Linked DNA regions of Gasterosteus aculeatus: region 2 is linked to region 1. A link is a contact called in public Hi-C data. All regions are on one chromosome and are shown on one strand. The core of a region is the stretch at or near the end of the contact, and the rest is flanking DNA. Distances in the headings are between cores, read along the strand shown. Region 1 holds the start of LOC120820355 (coiled-coil domain-containing protein 6). Region 2 overlaps LOC120820489 (phytanoyl-CoA hydroxylase-interacting protein-like).

Region 1 (3,189 bases), core at 463-2,962:
CTGGTTTGATTTTAAATAAGGACATTTCCAGAAAAATCAAATTTCAGTAATTCCCAAAGTGGGAATGGATCTAATCCTACAAAATGCAGCCTTTCAGAGTACTCCTATTTTCATGCATGCTGTTCACATTATTTTAAGTACAACTTTTACAAGTTTGCAAACACTGTATTCAATGACAAATAAACCCCTTTATCTGTGTGCACATATAGCCCTAACATTTGTCACCGATTTTATACTTTGAAATGGCAAAAAAACAAAAACAACCATTGAAACATGTATCATGTTGGGATGAGGATGAAAAGGAGTTTGATAGCTGGTTGAGGGCGTGATGTCTTGTCTGTTAACGTGGAACCGGAGGGCGGCTTCTGCTACAGGAACAAAATAATCTGAATGTACTGCTGGTAGGCTGGCTCGCTGTAAAGTTATAACCGTATCGTGCGTATTGGCTATAAGATGTAGGAGTCTCTGTTCACTGTTAGACTTTTTGTAATCATTTTCGCAGTGTGTCAATTTGGTTTTCTAACGGCTGCTGTGGCATTAAAGGAAAACTAGGGCATTTTATTTTCTTATTTTTTGGGGGTATTTCCTTAATTCAAAGCCTAATCACATTAAGGACACATAGAGACATTATTTGATTGTAGTTCTGAATAGCATATTGTATGACAAAATCACTGGATGGTCAAAAGAATTGATTTAAGCATTAAATAAATTGTTTAACTCTGAAACCGTGTGATCTTTTTAGGCTTGACAGTCTGCAGTGTCAAAATGTTACTTTACATTAGGAATTCTCTGTATTGGTTTTCATTAGATGCCCATGTAGTTCATGTGTGGTGTTCTACTGGTGCAGAGGCTCAGTGTGCTGACGTCTATGCTGTGGACATGAAAATTATGCGACTTTTTTTGGGGGGTGGGGGGGGTGTAAAGGAAGTCCGCTAGGGTGCTGTACCACATCCCCTTATACAACTGTATCAATCAGAGGGGAGGGACCTTTGATATGGTTGAACTGTCAATTTTGTTTGATATGTGTTTTCACCTGAGCAGATTTTTTGATGTACAATTCTTACTAACAAGAGTGAAGCCATTGAAATGTAACTATTCTAGCACTTTGGTTATTCGAGGTCTTTTAGAGGCTATAGCAGCAATGATGCCACCACAAATGTTTCAGACGTCTTTAAAAAATAAAAAAACCTAAAAAAAAAATTTAAAATGCATTGATTTCGCAATATAACCGTTTCCTGTCTTGTCTTTGTGTCCTTGGACCTTTGTTGTTATGGAAGTGCTGAGACACTATATACCCTTCATCCAGAATGCTGCCTCACCAAAGTGCCCTTGAGCAAAGCAATCTCCAGGGCTGCTTGTTTCTATGTTTGAACCACCTTGTTGGGGCCTGGAAACAGCACGTCCCCATGAGGACGATGCTAGTTAATGTTGAATATGTAATTAATGGACTGCATTTACAAAGCCACAGAACATTTTGTCATATTAACAAGCGGGAGTCTGGGGGATTGAACCACCAACCCTGATTAGAGGGGGGGGGGGGGGGGGGGGAACAACTCCTGAGATCCAGACACAATGAATAAATAAATGATCAAATGCAAACCCTATTTCAAAGCAGTTGCACCAAAATGGTCCCTCTCACGTGTATGATTAATTAACATTTTATATGCCGATTTATCGATATCGATTGTTGATGCATATGACGTATGATGTTTAGTTAGTAAAGGAACTAGCGGTACTGCCCAGTTGTTTGTGTGGTGGAACACACCTCTGCTTCTTTGAATAATCACAAATGCTTTTTAGGAGTATATATACTCGTTAAACCATCTCGTCGTTCAGCTCCAAAATGTGCTCCGGGCTCAAGATGGCAATCTGAAGTATTTGGAGGAGGAAAAAAAAAGAACATGTTTTTCAAGAGTCCAGTTTGGTGTGCGGCGGTGGATGGAGGGATGGATGCATTTCTCGGTACCGGAGACGGCCTGGCGATGGCGCTGTGCCGACACGCGAGAGCAAGGTCACACGGTGCGCCGTTATGCCGTCTGCGCCCCGCTAGCGCTGCAGCTGCCGTCGTCCTCCGCGCACGGCACACTGTCGCACAGCCATGGCCGACAGCGCGAGCGAGAGCGACACCGACGGAGCGGGCAGCAGCTCGGCCACCCCGATGTCGTCCTCCGCTTCAAACTCGGGGAAACCGAGCGTCGTCATTTCGCAGTTTCGCCTGGAGGAACTGACGAACCGCCTGGCCTCCTTGCAACAGGAGAATAAAGTTCTTAAAATTGAGCTGGAGACGTTCAAACTCAAGTGCAAAGCCCTGCAGGAGGAGAATCGGGACCTCCGCAAGGCTAGCGTCACCATTGTGAGTAACGTTAGCTCGCTATCTAGCCAGCTAGCGAGCTAAATGCTACCCAGTTATTGTAGCTATTTTATTGCAGTTATTTTTCAGCAAGTTGGCTACGGCTGTTGCTGCTGGTTGGCGTTTTAATAACTAGTGTCTTCACACGTGAAATTGTTACGTTAAAATGCTACCTGCATTTGATTGCAAACACTTTGGTGTTTTGCTAGCTCCGCTAACATTAGCTAACGCTAGTTTGGTATGTTGCTAAATCAGCCAGGAGGCTAACGTGTGCTAGGGGGTTGGGCAGCTACAGCCAGCTAACGTTAGTTCGCTTTGTTTTGCTTAGCGTCGCTGACGTTAGCTCAACGGGTCGCCTTCGGTTAAAACTGCGGTAAAATAAGGGTGGCCCGCCTCCCGATGGAAGTTAACATGCGGATGTTAGGTGCTGGGTCAGCTGATAACTCTCTGTATGACATTCGTCACCACGTTGTACCCGACGAGGACACGGTAACCGGCTGCAAATAAACAGCCCGGCGGCAGCATTGCCAGGGACCTCTGCGTCACGTCTCCACGCTCCGCTCACCAGCCGCGCCTTCATAAAACTGATCTGTTGGATAGATGGGGAAGTACAGTAGCTAGGGCAAACTTAGCGAGCTAGCTCCCTGCCGGGCTCAGATGTTGGCGAAGTCAGCCGCGGTGTGCCGTGTCTGTACCATGGGGCCGTTGTGAGACTAACAAGGACGCACGTATCATCACACTGTAATGCTAACGTTAGCCGCTGTAGCTGTCCCGCACATTTCCTCAGTGCCGCCCCCCCCCTCCTCCGCTGTTCGCTTTTCCCGTCAGTCAGTTTACTG
Region 2 (3,409 bases), core at 829-3,328, 36 kb after region 1:
TTAAATCCCCCTCGAATGCAGTTGTTGACAATGCTTATGACATTGTGCACTTCTGGTTTATATAGTTTTCTATATAGAGAAATAATATATATATGAATGTATCAATAAAAATAAATATTTTTTCACATTTAAACAGTTTATGGTTCTACTTTCTTTCTTTCCTTCCACAGACTACGATAAAATAACGACTATTACAGAAAAGGTTGCTGTGGTTGAGGTACAAACAGCTTTCACACGCATGCTGCCGCATCATGCTTTTTTTTTTTTTTTTTAAAGGTTAATTAGTTCACACGTGGTCAAATACTTAGTGAATACACATTTTTAGAGGCTGTTGCATTAGTACTGTTACGATTCTACAGAGGTGTCGTGTCTGGTTTTTAATACCTTTGGTACAACAAAAGATGACCAAGGATGCTGCAGCTCTAGAACACTGTAGTACCGGTCCACTAGGAGGAGAAAAGCTCTGAAAACATTTCGGAAACGACAGCTAAAGTAACTCGGAAACCACTAAATGCTCGTCTGCAAAGAAACTGCAGACACTCAATCATCAGCATATCAATAATAACACAGCAAAGGTCATTAATAAAAGATAGGACAAGAGTTTAAAGAGAAACAGGAAATTGAACAGAAGCAGCCCATGTTTGTTAATAAAGTTAAAGGGTTTAGTCGGTGCCGAGGGGAAGGGTCTGTGTTCTTGGTGGTCCCTCACGTGGGAAATCTTTAGGTATTTCTTTTTTCTTTTCTCTTCTTTTACATTGAGGGGAACCCTTTTTAGATGCGGAGACGAAGCAGCAGGTGTCCGAGCGTGTCCTCTCTTCTTTGGGAATGGATGTCTCTTCAGAGGACACATCTGGGAGCCTTTCAAATCTGCTGCTTCATGCATGTTTCGGTCTGCTTCATGAGTACATGTGGACTTACTGTGTGTGTGTGTGTCTGTGTTTAGAGGTCGGTCAATGCTACTCCACCCGCCCCCCCCTCGTCCTAAAATGCACCTTTCCTTAGCGTCCCACGCTGATGTTGCAGGTCTTGCAGCTGGGGTCCTTCTTGGCGTTCACCGTGGACATGCTCATCAGCTGGTGCCCGCTGATCTCGGCCACCGTGCCCGACGCCAAGTCCACGGGCTCCGTGTAGATCACCTCCAGGATGACGTCCTGGGCGTGGTGGAACACCAGGCCGCCGTCGCCCGCCTCCCCCTGCTTGCAGGTGAGGAAGCGGTTGTCGGCGATGTCCAGCGCGGGCAGCCTCTGCTTACAGAAGTCGTCTCCCGCGGAGCCTTTCGGCGCCAGGACCAGAATGACAAAGTGGTAGGCCGTGTACATGCAGTAGAAGTCTCCGAAGTAAAGGTTGGTGTCGGTGTTGAAGAGCGTCTCGGCCTTGACCTCGAAGCGGTGGCGGCCGTACGGGGAGTCTTGCGGAGGCTTGCCTGTGTTGAACTCGGTGTTGCAGCTGAAGAAAAGGCCCTCCAGCTTGCCACTGATGGGCGACCCGTGGCTGCCGCTGTTGTCTTTCACCGACTGCAGCATCCGGTTGTCCTGCGCCTCCCTGGAGTTTGGGGAGTAACGAAGTTGGCAGTGAACAAGTATAGCACGCAATCAGCAAAAAGATGTTTCCGCCCCCCACCCCTTGGCCAATGAAAGCAATTTTTGAGATGCCAGAAGGCCGAGGCATCCCCTCTTTAAAGATATCATTTAGTGTATTAGAAACGACCTCGAAATGTAGGTTGTGACAATAAACAAGAGTGCACTGAATGGAAAATATATTATTTTAGAACTATGATTACATTTACTTAGTCCTGCTTTTCAAAAAGAGGAAAACATTTTCTGGAAACCAATTCATACATTCAACATTGCAAGCGATGACTGGAAAAGAAATACGCAGCTGCCACAGAATCGCTGAGTCAATCTGGAGCTCCAAAGCTCCAATTATGAACTGTAATTACACTGCTACCACTCCAGAGGTTGTCATTATACCCTCAACCGATGCTTTGTTGTGAGCATGATGGAATTAGTCCGAGGCCTCATCAACTGAACGTCAGTACCGCTTTCCCCCACGCGATGGTGCAGTTCAACCGAAGCGCGGGAATTAAAGTACAACAGATGCGACTGGGCAAAAGGAAGGAAGTCTTTCCAGATGACGTCATGTTGTAAAGCTCCAGCCGGATTGCTCACAAGCTGTGGCTTTGGTACAGACACAATGTGCTTCGTCAGGCCAAGAGAAAAGGCCTCGCTGTTACAGGAGCAAGTAGGTTGCAAAATATGCCGTGATGCAGTATGCCGTTTTTAAAGAATGTCACCGTATTTTATGTCAAGGAAATATCCCCAAAAATGTCACAGTATAAAAATAGCATCGTATTTTATTAAGTCGTTTTTTTAGTAGCTCCTCTTACACGACTGGATCAAAGGAATTAGTCGATGCTTTGTACTTGGCAACAAGTATGTAGCTCAAAACCAAAATACATTAACCCGAAATGACATCGTCATCATGTTGTTATAGAAGCTGCAGTGGGATATGAAAATGTTGTTTAGAGTCTGCGGATGGATGCGGTGTACTGCAGCTTTCTCACTATCAATTATTTACTATTGCGACGTCCTCGGAGGCCCAGGAGCCGCGTCGCATCTATCCGTCACAGAATTCCTTTACAGCACTATATTAACAATGAATGCAGCACAACCTTGGCTAAAAGGTCACATTTATGTCATAAAGCACCAGTTGTAACGTGAGTAAGGTCACCAGATGCCAACGAGGGGAAAAGACAAGAGTTATTGGTCTGAAATAACTGCTTTTTTTTTTTTTAAATGAAAAGGTGAATATAATTTAATTAGAAATGTGTGTGCAAGAAAGCTATTCAGAATGAGAATTTTTAAATGTTTTTTTACATTACATTACATTACATTACATGTCATTTAGCTGACGCTTTTATCCAAAGCGACGTACAATAAGTGCATTCAACCATAGGGTACAAACTCAGGAGAACAAGAAACAAGAAAGTGCAATTTCCTCAAATAAGCGAATTTACAATTTGCTATAGATGAGTGACGTCACAAGTACAATTTAAGTGCTGCAATTTGTTAGTCTTTAGTCGAGGTAGAGTCTGAAGAGGTGTGTCTTTAGTTTGCGGCGGAAGATGTGAAGGCTCTCTGCGGTCCTGATGTCTTCAGAGAGCGCGTTCCACCATTTCGGCGCAAGGACAGCGAAGAGTCGAGACCTAGTCGAGTGTTTTGCTCTCAGTGAGGGAGGGACGAGTAGTTTTGCAGATGCAGAGCGGAGAGTGCGGGTTGGGATGTAGGGTTTGACCATGTCCTGGATGTAAGCTGGACCCGATCCATTCACAGCATGGTACGTGAGCACCAGTGTTTTGAACTGGATGCGGGCGGCCACCGGTAGCCAGTGAAGAGAGCGGAGGAGTGGA

The links. Hi-C and Micro-C count contacts between places; a contact is called where the count stands out from the background.
Region 2: a contact with region 1 is called in a Hi-C map of skeletal muscle, with 6 times the contacts expected there. The contact joins the enhancer-like site here to the promoter of LOC120820355 in region 1. A contact is called at or near these places in 3 of 6 Hi-C or Micro-C datasets (skeletal muscle and whole body).

Annotation. Positions count from the first base shown.
Region 1 is chr6:14,911,440-14,914,628 of fGasAcu3.hap1.1, forward strand. LOC120820355 (coiled-coil domain-containing protein 6) reads left to right here and starts at 1,713. Exons shown (of 9, transcript XM_040177978.2): 1 at 1,713-2,353. The coding sequence starts at 2,099. LOC120820651 (ankyrin-3) reads left to right here. Exons shown (of 45, transcript XM_078104746.1): 45 at 1-1,225.
Region 2 is chr6:14,947,178-14,950,586 of fGasAcu3.hap1.1, forward strand. It overlaps LOC120820489 (phytanoyl-CoA hydroxylase-interacting protein-like), which reads right to left. Exons shown (of 5, transcript XM_040178316.2): 5 at 1-1,542. The coding sequence ends at 999. It overlaps LOC120820488 (protein FAM13A), which reads left to right. Exons shown (of 21, transcript XM_040178314.2): 21 at 1-135. Among protein-coding and RNA genes, the nearest start is that of LOC120820489, 11 kb to the right of the region's middle. Within about 2 kb of position 2,079, at least 6 of the 9 cell types and tissues checked have open chromatin away from gene starts, as enhancers often do.